Linked DNA regions of Mus musculus: region 2 is linked to region 1. Evidence: chromatin contacts called from public promoter capture Hi-C data. All regions are on one chromosome and are shown on one strand. The core of a region is the stretch at or near the end of the contact, and the rest is flanking DNA. Distances in the headings are between cores, read along the strand shown. Region 1 holds the start of Nid2 (nidogen 2). Region 2 overlaps Gng2 (guanine nucleotide binding protein (G protein), gamma 2).

What was found. Promoter capture Hi-C pulls out the DNA fragments that hold promoters and counts their contacts.
Region 2: a promoter capture Hi-C map of cranial neural crest shows a contact between it and region 1. The contact joins the enhancer-like site here to the promoter of Nid2 in region 1. A contact is called at or near these places in 12 of 39 promoter capture datasets (the HPC-7 cell line, cranial neural crest, embryonic stem cells and 7 more), 4 of 484 Hi-C or Micro-C datasets (the G1E-ER4 cell line, embryonic stem cells and nephron progenitors), 5 of 115 datasets of contacts at active chromatin or transcription factors (astrocytes, embryonic limb bud, embryonic stem cells and 2 more) and 1 of 9 other capture datasets (adipose tissue).

What each region holds. Positions count from the first base shown.
Region 1 is chr14:19,747,370-19,754,633 of GRCm38.p6, reverse strand. It overlaps Nid2 (nidogen 2), which reads right to left and starts at 3,377. Exons shown (of 21, transcript NM_008695.2): 1 at 3,069-3,377; 2 at 2,085-2,393. The coding sequence starts at 3,296.
Region 2 is chr14:19,961,496-19,968,759 of GRCm38.p6, reverse strand. All of the region lies in intron 1 of Gng2 (guanine nucleotide binding protein (G protein), gamma 2), which reads left to right. Among named protein-coding and RNA genes, the nearest start is that of Gng2, 12 kb to the left of the region's middle. Within about 2 kb of position 4,464, at least 29 of the 459 cell types and tissues checked have an H3K27ac peak or open chromatin away from gene starts, as enhancers often do. A contact at or near this core is called in the G1E-ER4 cell line, where this site is marked.

The DNA of each region.
Region 1 (7,264 bases), core at 2,128-4,627:
CAGCAAGCCTAGCCTAACTGAGGGGTCCTAGGTCCCAGAGACAAGATGGCTCCCAAGCAAAGACATTTAAAGATGACCTCTGGTCCCCACATGCATGTGTGCACACTCTCACTCATAAAATGAAAACTTAAAAAAAAAAAAAAAAGACTATAAGAAAATAGAAATATAAGAACTGGTAACCTAGTTGCTTGTATTAGAAAAGTTTGTTTTCAACTATAAGTTATACATGATTTTAGATAAATGTCTAAGAGATAATGTATGAATGAATGAATGAATGAATGAAACAGGGGACTGTCTTCTCTAGCCCTCTAGCTGGCTGGCCTGCATGAAGTGTTTGAGTTGAGGGTATTCTGTTGAATTGGAATTGATATGTCAAGCCCACATACTACAAGGCTAGTCAGTAAACAAAACCGGATGCTAACCCGTCAAGTAAGAAACTGTAACTTCGACGGATGGTGGTGGCACATGCCTTTAATCCCAGCACTTGGGAGGCAGAGGCAGGCTGATTTCTGAGTTCAAGGCCAGCCTGATTTACAAAGTGAGTTCCAGGACAGCCAGGACTATACAGAGAAACCCTGTTTCAAAAAACCAAAAAAAGAAAAAGAAACTAAATTCAAATAATGTTTATTTCTAGATCTCTGCTAGTGCAGACTTTAAGAAAACATGTCTTTTCCTTTAAGAACATGGAACAATCACAACCATTGTCCGTGTGACAGGGACAATGGGCAAGCTTTAAACCTCTTAGGGATGATATCACTTCTGTAGTCAAGAAACACTAGGAGTTAAAGCAAACATGGTTTTGCTCCTATGCCATTATACACCCAGGTGGAATTTCACAAGAGGACTCTGTCTCTACCTACACCAGGAATGAGGCAAGCTACCCTGACCAACCATTGCCCACTTCACATGTTGCTAAGACCAAAGCTAGGAGCAGAGTTTTTGGTGCTTTCTCTAGCTAAACTGCAAAACAGTCTCCTGCAGACAGAAGTATGCAAACTGTTACAAAGGCAATGTGGGGGAAAGCTACAAGGAGCTTGCTAAGAAGTGTGTGGCATCCTTCTCTACTTTCCTGGGATGTCAGCTAAGACAGTGTTGGCTTTAGAGAGGTGCTAGAGAGGTGGCTCCACAGCTAAGAGCACATGTAGTCCTGTCAGTATGCTAGCTCAAATCCCTGTATGCAATCAGTCAAGCCACACTCAGTCAAGCCACTCACAACTGCCTGTAAGTAACAACTCTAACTGCAGGGAATCTAAGCCCTCTTCTAGCCCTACCAACACCAGCAGAGAGAGACACACATATGAATAAAATAAAAACCTTGAAAAGTGTTGTATAGTACTGATTATAATAAAAACACGGGAGCAACCTTAATGATCCCTAGGAAGGGTCATAAGTTCACTGGGGGAGGTCTGATACAGCTGTTTCAATGTTACAGAATCACACTTTCAAGAGTATACAATCCAGCAGAAGAAGCAAGTGAAACAGTATTATGGGCACTGTGAACCCACCATTGCTAATGGCAAGAATATGCTAAAGCAATAGCTGGGAATGTACATACAAAATATGGGTTACTTTTGGTTTGTCCAGACACGGTTTCTCTGTGGATTCTCACTGTCCTGGAACTCACTTTGTAGACCAGGCTGGCCTCGAACTCACAGAGATCTGCTTGCCTCTGCTGGAATTAAATGCATGTGCTGCCACGCCCAACTCATACCAAAAAAATTAATTAATTAATTAATTAATTAACAGTGGTAGGAAAATAAGAGGTTGTTCCTTTTGAAAACTTCCTCAATTTTCCATTTTTTCCCTTCAATGAACCTATCATTAGAAATATTTGTGTACTTATAGGTGGTTCTTGGTATCTGAGCCTTAGTCCCTCATTTCACTAAGCCGACTTAGCCACTTAGGAGAGCCTTAGAATGCCCCCAGAGACAATAAATAGACTTCACTCACAAGCTGCCTAAGCACTGGTTTCATCCAGTTCAACGCCTGATCAAGGGAAGAAACTCCTAGTCAAAGCCTTAGATCCAACACAAAATTCAGGCCGTCCCTTTAATTTATTCAGCTGCAGGGTATCCCTCACTTACCTCTCCTGACGGCGCAGCCCCGCGACTGACCTCCTCGTAGGCGCCCACGTGCTCCCAGGTGGCCAGGAAGGCGTGGGTGGGGGTGAAGCTGGACCCCGACAGCGGGAAGCCAGTGCGCACGTAGCGGGCAGCCAGGCTCAGCACAGCTCCGGAGGTGTCCTCGCGGTACAGGATCCGGCCCCTGCTGTGACTAGTGTCGATGTCAGCCAGGAAAGGGGCGATGGCTGGGAAGTCAGTAGGAAAATCATCATCTACATATTGAGTCTCCCTGGGGAAGTCCTGGGTGGAGATGATGCCGTTGGTGCCCACCTACAATAAGACCAAGGGGCGGTGAGACAGTTCAGCAGGTAAGGGCACCTTGCCGTCAAACCCGACGACTTGAGTTCTAGGACACAAGGTGGAAGAAAAAGCCAGTTCTCTGATCTTCATACACACGAGGTGGCACGTGAATCCCCAACATTTTTAATATTTTTAAAAGGTCAAAATAGTGGTGGTCGCTCAAGCCCAAGGGCAGCCACCGTGCTCCAGTCGTACGCACCTACCGTCCACCTATTGTAGAAAATATTTCTACTCCAATCAAGGTTGAGCCACATCCAGGGTAGCAAGCTCCTATCTCACCCTCCAGTGCACTGCGACCCACAGGTGCGGCTGCTCTCGAACCGGTCCATCTTTCTCCAGTATTGCTCGCCCTTAAGATAGCTCTGCCGGCGTGCACAGTCCCCCCCCCCCCACCGCCCTAAACGCAAACCCCACTCGCAGCCTTAACTTCATCTTCCTGCCTAGAATGTCAAAGTAGAGGGGCACGGTTCCAGCTCGCCCTTGAAACGATCCTTATTCCTCCACAGTAAGGATCAAGAAGTTGCAGCGCCGCTGCTAAGCCTGGTCCCCAGAGGGGACGACAGTTAAACATGGAGGTTGTTCCACTCCCTGGGAAGAAGCTAAGAGTCCCACACCCAACCGCGCACCTCCGGGAGCTGAACTTACGTAGAGGCTGCTGAACTGGGCATCGTAGAAACGCAGGGGTATTGCCAGCTTCACAGCTGCTGAGCTTTCGTCGTCGCCCTCCGGCAGCAGCTGGTCTCCCCACGACTCCCCGTAAGGAAAGAGCTCGTCGGGACGCAGAGCCCCGACTCGCGACAGCAGCAACAGCATCACCAGCAGCGATAGCGGTGATGGCGGTGTTAGCCACCCGGCTGTCGGGTCCCGAAACATGCTCACTCCTCCCTGGCTCTGCCCTCCACTCCGCAAGTCTCTGCGGGCCACACTGCCCGCCAGACTCCAACTTGGACCTCTGGTCCGCAATACGGGCCCGCCCAGCGCGCTGATTGGCTACAGCTCTCGGCCACTGACCAATCAGCGACTCTGAGAAAGTTCGCCAGCGGCCACTACATGTGGTTCTCATTAGGTTTTCTAAGACTGCTGTAGTTTGCTGGAGTGGCCGGGCTGGAAGGTGAGGCCGTTGGCCCGGTCTGGTCTAGGCTGTCCCAACTACTCCTGGGCTACCCCCAACTCTCCAGTGTAGGCTACGACGCTGCAGGAGGTGACCTCAAGGGCTGGCAGGACCCTCGGCGCGCGTGCAGCTCTGGGCAGGAGCGACTGTGCGCACTGGGTTGGCAGAGCGAGGGAGGGTAATGAACACACTGGAGTTCGCGCCCTGCCCTAGGGTCCGGGGTACCCCTCTCGCTAGAGGCCTGGCCCTCGGATAAAGAATCAAAGGAGCTTTGTCTCCATCCGGGGGCTGCTCCGCCCCACCCAAATTTCCTGCTGAGAAGCATGCCTTTGTGAAAGGCTGACTCCTAAATTCTATCCCCAAGCGCTGGCTAACCTTTGTAAGGACACTGCCACCCTCTGAAATGTCCTCCCCAGCTGTTTGCCTTCCCTGGGGGAAACCACCCTTCAGCAGACGGTGAATCCTACTTTGTGTGACCCCCTTGAGTTGGAGCCTGGAGTGAGGCGGCCAGGCGCCGGGGCGGAACCACTGAGTGTTTCTCCCAAAGCCTGGGAGTTTAGGAACTGCCCTAGCGGGAGGCCACAGAGTCGGTAACCCGAGCTGCCCTGCAGGATGGGAAACCTTACAACCTGGAAAGCAGCTGTGCCGGTGTTGGGGAACCCCCTCCATCATAAACATCCCCTCTGGGAGCCGGATGAGATTTTATTACTATTTTATTATCAGGAGGGTGAAATTTCCCACGTACAGTCCGTTTTCTCTCGGCTTGGCCCATCCCCCACAGGCTCCTTAGAAGCAAAGGTAGTTTAAAAAAAAACTTAAAGATATAGGACTCTCAAACAGAGCTTTCTCTTTGTGTTTATCCAGCTATGTAATTCTTAAAGACCCATGGGGCCAAATACTAAAACTTCTTGAAGACACCAGACTGAAAGACTCTGAATCAACACAACAAAAAAGGCCCACAGCAGTTTGCTCCCTCTAGCTGGAGAGGGGTATGTTTGCTCTTACACAAAACAAACTCAAGTTTGCACATTTTTTTTTTCTCATTTTTCCTCTTGGGACCAAATATTTACATTTTGCTGAGGACAAAATGGTGTCTCAAAGATGTGAGATTATTTGACTTGTTCAAGGTCACCTCTTCCATCCTTCATGGATTCTTCCTCAGGCTCGGCACATCTCCTCCATTCAGCATAACAATAGCAGCTAACTTTGACTGGAGGTCTGTCCTACAAATTAGTGGCAAACCAAATTCCAAGACGGAATCCCCACAGCCTGATTTCCTAGTGTTTCCTCCCTTGTAAAATCACCCAGCCTCCCAGGAAGGTGGGCTAGCCTGTGTATTCTCACCAACAGAATGGGGGCCATAGTGATGAGAATTCACTTCAGTGGCTTTTCTGTCGTGCCAGCCAACACCATCTCTCCACTGGTTCTGAGGAAGCCATCTACTGCATTTGGAGAGCAATGCAGAGTAAAGAACTCCAGACAGCCTCTGGTCACCAGCCAGTAAGGAACCAGATTCTGCTAAGAGTCATGTAGGTGAGCTAGTGGAGTCTTGAGATAGCACCACAGCCCTGGCTGACTTTGGTTGCAGCCATATGATAGACCCTTGAAGCGAAGGCCTCACTCAGTTAAGCCACAACAGATTCTTGATTAAGAATTAATTACCCCGAGAATTACTAAATATCTGTTGTCTTAAGACATTTGATTTGAGAGGAGTTGCTGGATGTAATAGACAAGCAAATCAGCAGGACACTGTGCTAAGGAGACTAAGCTTGGGCAGTGGTTTGTTTGTTTGTTTGTTTGTTGTTTTAAGTGATTATTGCCACATGACTGGTGTGCATCAGAGCTTTTCTTTAAACCCAGTTTTGTCTAATCTCTAAACTTCTACCCTCAACCGAAGATTTTACTGATTCAATGGCATTTTCACTTTGCAAAGTAACTTAGGTTACTTCTCTTGATTCATCTCTGGCTGTGCCATCGGCTCTCAAATGGCACCTCCTATATTTCATGACGCAGAATAGCTCACACACTAGTCCCCTTCCCTATGGTGGATAAGTGTCCCCACCAATCCATAAATGACCCTTTGCATCCCTCAAGACATGAAGCAATAGTCTTCAGAAAGCTTTCCTGGAAAACAGCCAGATCTAGAAGCCTCTTCTTGCTCCACCACGCTTACCGTGGTGGTCTCTCTTTCCACATCTCTCCCCTGGTCTGATTAGCCACCATCAGTATGTTTTGGGAGAAGAAATTTTGTCTTATTCTGAGCCTGTCACGGTGCCTAGAGTATTCAAGGAGTATTTGTTGAGTGGGTGAAGCCAAGCAAGCCACCCTGGGACTAGGGCCCAGCTCTGTTGGCCTAGAACAACATTCTTCTCTGCCACCTTTTCTACTAATCAGACCTAATTTGTAATCCTCTTTACCAAGCTGCTTAGCAACCCACCCACTACTGTTCTCCGGTTTTCATCAGTCTCTCATTCATTCATGCAATATTCCCGAAAGCTTACCCTAGCTGTCATGACCTGATCCTCGACCTTACAGGCTCACCATCACAATTTGGTTCTGAAAATGAAGCATAAATGCAAGGCTCTAGCATAACATGTATTTGCCAGCAAAACAGGCCAACTGGCTTTGAAAATAAAGATAGCACTAGTTTTGATTCCCATGTAATCTGAGGACCAAGAAGGAGTTCCAGGGGAGAGATGGCTGAAATGAACAGTCTTGTTTCCCCGAATCACAGCTGTGCTCAAACAGACATTCCTTAGAGCTTTTATTCTAATTTATTTTTAAGCAACTCCATGGCACCAAAAGAGAAGCTTCTTTAAAATGTCACTTTTAAAGGAGTCATTTTTAAAGTGTCATGGGGAAAAGAAAATTTCTGTCATAGCTGTTTCACTAGTCAGAGGGAAAAAATGCTTTTCTGGTACCCACAGTTTCATTTGCAAGGATAGAATTTCCATGACCTGCCCAGCTGGCTGAAGAGGCAGAGGCCCCTTTCAAACTGAAGTTGTAAAGGATGTAGAAGCGTTTAGCCCTCTTGGGTTGGGTCCTTACAGTAGACTGAAGAACGTTTGAGAATTGAGATTATTTTATCCATCTCGAGCTAGGGTCTGTATCAGACACGACGCCTTCCCAATAGATCTCCAGTGACACATTCTGTTATGAGTGCCATGACCCCAAGAATGACGTTACTTCCTGTTATTTTGCTTAGGAAAGTTAAAGCACATCTGTGCCTCAGTGTGCAGATAGAAGCGAGTACTCAAGAGCATGTTCTGTGCATCGTCAGATGAGCAATGTCCATGGGTAGCCCAGGAGCATCTGCTCCATGCAAAGTCAGACAAGCACACTCTATGGGTGGCCTAGTATTCAGGGATTCTCCGCATAACTTTATTATCCATTATATTTCAAGACTGGTGTGTTGGCCTGTGAAAAAATAGAATTGGGCAAACTAGCATGTCTTCCCAGACTGAGGCTCAAGTAGAATTATGTTGGGCCGAAGAAATACCATTCGTAAGATAGTATTTGATGTAAAATGTACAGTGTATAAACTGTGAGTCTCGCAGTCTTGTCGTCTGTGTTATCGAACATGTAGGTTTCCTGTGATTTTAAATACAGAGAGAGCTGATATAGTGGACATTCAGATTCGTTCCCAGCAGCCTTCCTCCTCTTTGCTTTGGACTCAGAAGCTTCATATTGCTTGCTTAGCTTCTCTTACAGTCAAAGGTGGCCATTGGAG
Region 2 (7,264 bases), core at 3,215-5,714, 210 kb before region 1:
TGAGAAACAGCTTGTGTGGTCACCTGTGCACTGCGGAGGAACAGGCAGGAATTTCTCAAGTCTGAGGCTAGCCTGGGCTCCATGGGGGAGTCAAGCACATAAGAAGCTACATGGAGAGACAGCTCCTGACTTAAGTAAACGCTAGAGATGTGTCTCAATCACAGAGCAGTTGCCTGTATGCACAAGACCTCAGATGTGCTCCATAGCACCGTGTGAGGAAGAAGAAAGGTAAAAAGAAAACGAAAGAGGCCTCTCTAGCTGACTTCCCCTCTTGACTCACACATGACCAAGCAGAAGGAACCACTGTGATTGGCTGATTCGAGGCCTTGTTGCAGCCCAACCTCTGTGAAAAATATGTTCACTAGACCCTGGAGAAAAGTCCACAACTTAACAAAACCAAAGAGTTAGTGGCCTCCATGACAGCTGTCAATATATTCTGCTATTATTAATTCCATTTTGCAAGTGAGGTTACCAGGTCTTGGGAAGATTAAACAACCTCCCCAAATCACACAGCTTGATCTTGTAGTTTCCCTGCACTTCTCTTTGTGAGCAATGTGTGCTCGCACACATATCTACACACACACACTCAGACACTCACCATTTATGCACATGCCCAAACTTGTTTTTGTTGGTATATATACATATATAGATATATATGTATATATGTATAGATATATATGTACACACACACATACACACATGTGTATATATATACATATATATATAATGATGGAGACATCATGCACATATATATATGAATATATACATACACACACACACGTATAAAAATTGATCCTCTGTGACTTGCCATGCAAATCGATTTGATCTAAATAAATCCAGTCTGGCCTGAGCTCGAAGGCCAAGGACTCCACGACCAGTGTGTGTCTAACTTAAGTGAGAAGCCTGTTTTCTTGTGCAGCGTATATTTTGTTGATTACAGTGTCTGTAAGTGAGGCTTGAATGGTCTCTGGCATTTCTGATTACAAGTTACTTAGACAACAGGTTTCCACTCCTGACTTCTGGAGGGGTGTGTGCGTGTGTGCGTGGCTCTGGTAGCGGATGTGCTGTGTTCTCCTCCATCCTCCCTCCCTCCCACTCAGGTGTTGTATTTCCCAGACGACGCGTGCACTGCAGCAGTAGGGAAGAGGGGAGATTTCAGTGTTGTGACACGTTTCTGTGAGTTCTCATCCTAACAGACAGATGGTGGGGGTGTGCTTTCTCTGCAGATGACAGAGTGCCTCCTACTCTCACATTTGCATTTTCAAACAGGAAAGTAAAGGTAATTTCTAGGCTTTGCCAACAGAGCCCTGTTTAAGAAGGGTGTTCATATGATCCGTGTTGAGCCATAGTAAAAAAATTACATATGAACAAAAAACCCTCACTGCCATTTTTAAGGGTTTCCCTGGAGTGAGCTGATCTCTTGCTTTTTTTTTTTTTTTGACTTTATGAATGTATTTAGGAATCACTGATACCCATGAGTATTATTTAATCATCTTACCACCTGTCTTTTATCATGTCTTAAAATAATCTAAAATACAGCAGTGTAGAAAAAGTGTTAATAGGAATTAAGTAGTTATAAGAGATTACTGTGGAGTCAGAATCACTTGAGGAAGTCGCTAAAAACTTTCTCTGCATCTGTTTCCTCATCTGATGGATATAAAGTATTTATCTGTCATATGCCTAAACTATATTAACTATTCCAGAAGTGGAGGTATTCCTAAAGGATCATATTGCTACCAACCTGAAGGAGATATTCTTTTAGTTTAACCAAGGACTTCTTACCATGTCTAGCCAAAGGAATCGTCTCATCCAGTCAGTGTTCATCCCTGGAGTCCAGAGTCAACTGGGGAAGCCTGTTTCCCTGGCACAGCCAGCTGTCAAGGCTCCGACTTAGTGAAGTGTTAATCTTAGATTCGAACTGTTTATCTAGGAGTCCACAGGCTTATCCTTAATCACTTCCAGTTTCCCTTCCAACTCAAAATATATTTACACTACCCAAGCCTGTTTTTGTTAGGTGTGGCCAGGTACCTGGCATTGGCTAGAGACAGGCAAGCAACCTGGAACATGTCATTTGTAGAAAGAAGCTATCAGAATCATATGTGAACATATTCCCTGGCCATTGGCAGTGAGGGTGGAGGAGGGTAGCAATGGCAGCTGCACTCCAAAGCTTGGATTTGAAAGTGAAGACAAGAGAGCTCTTCGCACTGACCAGTCATGACTGTGGAGTGAAACTGATAGACAGGGTTTGCTGGGTAGAGAAGGGCTGCTGTCCTAGTCCATCCTGACAGATATTCCTTTGGATTTATTTTCCTTTAAACTATCAGAGTGGTTTTTGGCATTGATGCATAAAACATGTACATAATTCTGAAGAAAGTGATTTTAAATGCCCATTTTGTTGCATTTTTGTGTATATAATGTTACTGAGTGGGGAAGATAATTAGGAGTAATTTGTGTTTTATTTTTTATTTTTTTGGAATAAGGCTTAGTTCTATTTCTCACAGAGGAAATAGGTATGCTGAGATGGTTAGCAGAGCTTTCTTTGAGGGAATCAATAGCAGTAGCAGAGTCAGACCTGGGCTGCTCAGCAGCGAGAGAGATCTACTCACAGGAATGCCTTCTTCAGAGAGAAGGTAAGAGTCAGGCCAGGCCTGGGCCTCTGGGTGGACCAGGTCTCCCTAAGCCCCACCGTCACGTTCCAGCTACAGATAATGATGCATAGTTGTTTGTTCAGGGCCTTAAATGATGCTTACTAAGGAGGTGGAAGTCATTGTCGTTTCTTTAAATGTCTTCGAATTTTAAAAATACAATGTTTAACTTGTGACATCCTGTAGCTGGTGTTTGCTACTTTGTGGGTTCCTCTTTCTCCTTCTCCACCTCTTTCCTTCCACCCCTTCAATCCCCTCACACTAGATAGGAGAGAAAAAAGGATGGAGGGAAAGGACAGAGATCCCTGATAAAGTCAGGGGCTGGAAAGGGGTGACACTGTTGTTAGACTACTTTCTGCTGGTTAGGGGTGTTGAGATCCTTGGGGCAAGTTTGATCTTCGCCATCAGGATATCTAATTTCTTCTTGTTGTTTCTTCCTTACACATGACTATTTAACAAACTGTGACCAACAATAACCACCAAACAACCAAACAACCAACCACCACCAACATAACACACCTCTTGGGGCCCTAGCATTTATATATTTCCTCTGAAAAGTCCTCAGAATTCAAAATGTCACACAATCACAAAAACTGTCTGCGGCTGGCAAAATCACACTCCTGCTAGAGCATGGGGCGAATCATAGTCAGCTGCTGTGGAAAGATATTTTGCTGCTGTGGACATTCTGCTGCTGTGGACGGTCTGCTGCTGTGGACGGTCTGCTGCTGTGGACGGTCTGCTGCTGTGGACGGTCTGCTGCTGTGGACGGTCTGCTGCTGTGGACGGTCTGCTGCTGTAACAGTTTGTGCTCCCGGATTTAAGTCATTTTGTTTGGTATTTCTTAATAAATATTTTATTTCACCTAATTATTTCACTTGAGTGTCTAAAACTACTTTATGGAATACTTAAATTATTTAGATGAGAAAGAGATTAATTACCTCCCATAGACAAATTCAAATTAATTTCATTGTAAACCTGAGGTAAAAATAGATTAATCTTAGAACAGAGGCAACTGGCTCACTTTCTTTCTATTTCTGCTCTCTCTGTCTCTCTCTCTGTCTCTCTGTCTCTCTCTGTGTCTTTCTCTCTCTCTCTCTCTCTCTCTCTCTCTCTCTATCTTTCTCTCTCTGTCTCTCTGTGCCTGTCTCTCCCTGTGTCTTTCTGTCTCTCTCCTGTCTCTCTCTCTCTGTGTCTTTCTCTCTCTCTCTTTCTCTCTCTGTCTCTCTGTGTCTTTCTCTCCCTGTGTCTTTCTGTCTCTCTCCTGTCTCTCTCTGTGTGTTTCTCTCTCTCTCTCTCTCTCTCTCTCTCTCTCTCTGTGTGTGTGTGTCTTTCTCTCTGTGTGAATCTTTCTCTCTGTGTGTGTCTCTCTGTCTCTCTGTGTGTGTCTTTCACTCTCTGTGTCTCTGTGTCTTTCTCTGTCTCTCCCTGTCTCTGTTTCTTTGTTTCTCTCTGTTTCTCTCTGTCTCTCTGTCTCTCTCTGTCTTTCTCTCTCTGTCTCTCTTTCTTTGTCTCTCTCTGTCTGTCTCTGTTGTTTTTTCATTTTTAAGGAGAGCGGCCTGTTGACTTTATGGATCCCTCCTCATTGCAACAGATAAACCAATAAAAGCCGGAAAAAAAAAATCTTTTTTTTTTTTTTTAAAAGCAAAACCAAAAAACATTTAAATGGATTTTATAAACCATCCAGAAACCTGTGTGTCTGGGGCTTCTGAGGGACTAGCCTGTGAGTCATTTTAACAAATACACTCATAATCCCATAGTGCATGTGGTTTCCATGGTAATTAGGCCTGTTGAGCTGCCTTGATTATGTTCCTGCACAGGGAAGAAGGGGAGAAAAACTGTGAACTGTGAGCTTTGACCGTCGGCTTCAGCCTGCTACTGCGGGAGAGAGTTTAGGGGTTTCCCTTGAAGACACTGGCACAGTCATCCTGGAGGGAAGTGGAGAGACTCTGGGACTAATGGCCTATTAGTGTTGGGGATTGCAGTTCACAGGGGAGAAAAGGACTGATCGGTACTCTCCTAGGGGGAGGAAAGGACAAATGGTTTCTTTAGCTAATATATAATTACAGGTAAGTCTCTAAGGTCAACCTGATGAAATGCTTTGAGTGTTTGTGCACAGGGCTCTAATGGTCTCTTAAAAGGCACCGAACACCTCTGGCATATCATTATTGCAGATTTAAATGATTCTCCCTGTACTACCCAGTTAGAGGTTGGTTTTATGTCTCTCATCTGATTCATATATGGACCTGTAGCTTTTCATTATTTATGGACTGGATTTGACTCCTTTATATTGGGCAACCATCTTATGATGCAGGCCCATGGGTCTCTAAGGAGACCACTGAAGTTACAGGAGTTCCTCTAAATCTGCCATTGCTCCTAAGGAAACAAAAATCAAAGCATACATTGGTTTGATGGACATCCAAGATGTCCCAGGCCTCAACCAATTAGTGGCATTTTATAGATGTCACTTGTTTCAGTTCTACTGAAAGGGGCAGCAGAGCCATGGGCCAAAGGTATGAGGCCACACACAGAACTTTCCAATTCTCTTTCCCGAGGCTGGGCATCCTCTCACGTATGTGACTGTCATGTATTGGCTGAAATTTTATTCTTTAGACCATGCCTCTTTAAGGCAGAGTTTACTTGGAGTTCTATTAAAATTGAAATGAAGTGAAGTTGCTTGATTTATGCTCACTACGACATTTTTGGTTCTAAACTACATATCTATCTTACTCTCAAAAGTAGAAGTAATTATTACCCAAACATTGTTCTAGATTTGATCGTCTTAACATTAGTAAATAAAGCTTGAGTTGGGCCATTAAGATGGCTTGAGGGGTAAAAGCATTTGCTGCTCAAAAATGATGACCTGAATTGGACCCCTAGCTGGAAAGAGAACTGACTCTCAAGTTGTCCTCTGACTTTCCCATGTGTGCTGTGGTGTGCATGTCCATCTTCACACACTTACACACACACACACACACACACACACACACATGCACACACAAACGAAAACCTGAAAAATAAAAAACATTTTAAAAACATAATAATAATAAGCCTTGACTTAATATTTTACTGATCATCAAAGTAATTCATGGGGAGCATTAAAAATTTGGAAATAGTGGCATAAATTATGAATAACGAAAGAAAGAATTGCCATCATTTATTAAGTTTGTTACTGGTTCAAGTAATTGATGTAGCAGGGGCTGATTTTACAGTGGCTAAAGGAAGTTAAAAAGTATTTATTTCTTTTTAATAAAACAGCCCAGAGGTGAATGACTAAGGACTGGGTAGCTATGCTAGATAAAGATCACTCAGGGGACCCGGCTCTTCTGCCAGGTTGTTGTTCTTGTGGTCTGAGGTGGCTTGTTACAAAGACCCAGCAGGAAGGGAGAAGGAGAAAGGCGGAGCCACAGCTTACAGGCACTACCTTTGCAGTTCTATCAAACTCCGTTACATGCCTGCACAACTAGCAGCAAGGGAGGCTGGGAAAATGAGCTTTTCTTAACATGTACGGAGATGTAGTCTTTCTCAAAATACCTCAGTCTTGTGTACACACCCGATGTGCTTGCAGGATAAAACAGAGTACATTAAACAATAAAGATATTTTAACGCAGTGCTAGGCTACTATTTAAAGAATGCTTGACTGCAATACTTTGCCCCAAGATGTGTAATAAAGGACTCTGTAAGTGATGGAGAGGTAGGCAGCGTGGATATACAGTGTGGGTACTTTAGGCAAAGGGATGACTAGTATCCTGGGCAGGACTGAGGGGATCAGAGTGGCATAATTTGAAACATGAATTATTCATCCCTGGAATTTTCCATTTTCCATGCATTAACATTTTCAGACTGCACAGTAACTAAAACCTAGAAGAACAAACTTTTAAATGGGGCTGCAGGATGCGCTAAGCTCTGCGGTAGGAGGCCAGTTGACATTATACAGCGGGTAACCTGCATTGATGCTGCTTAACTGTACCAGGTGCATTTCCCTCATTTACATCTCTTACATCCGGGCTGGGCATGAAGCTCACTGATAGAGGGCTTGCTTTGAACGTGCAATAGCCATCCTCCCCAGCAACACAAAAGGCTCATACTCGTTGTCGTTCACCATGCAGGATTTCCTTTGCGTAGGAAGTGGTATTGTTGGTAATTGGGCCATTTCTTATGCCTTGGTAATAATTTTTGTCTACAGCTGTTGTTAGAATCAAGGAGTGGAATCATGAAAATGATGATTGAGAACAACATCTAAGTCTCTTGATAAATAGTACCAAGCTGCTTCCCAGAGACTTGTGCCAATTTATGCTCTCAGCAATAATATATGAGCCTGCACGCACCCCAGAGCACCCTTGCCCAGGCTCATTTTCTAAGTCCCATTTAGTCATTATTATCCCCAGGGTTCGTTCTCTGAAAATAGGTTGTTTTTTTGCCCTTGGCTTGTTTTCTTTTCCTCTGCTGTCATTAATCACAAGATAATGATTTTCTTTTTTAATAACTTTGGCTCATTTAAACCACGTGACCCTTCTAGCACTCTGAGAATACAGTTGATTGGGCAGAGACTAAAACCTGTGTATCAGTCTCACACGGTGTGAGATCTCTGGAGATACCGAGGTTCATTTAGTCCTATGACC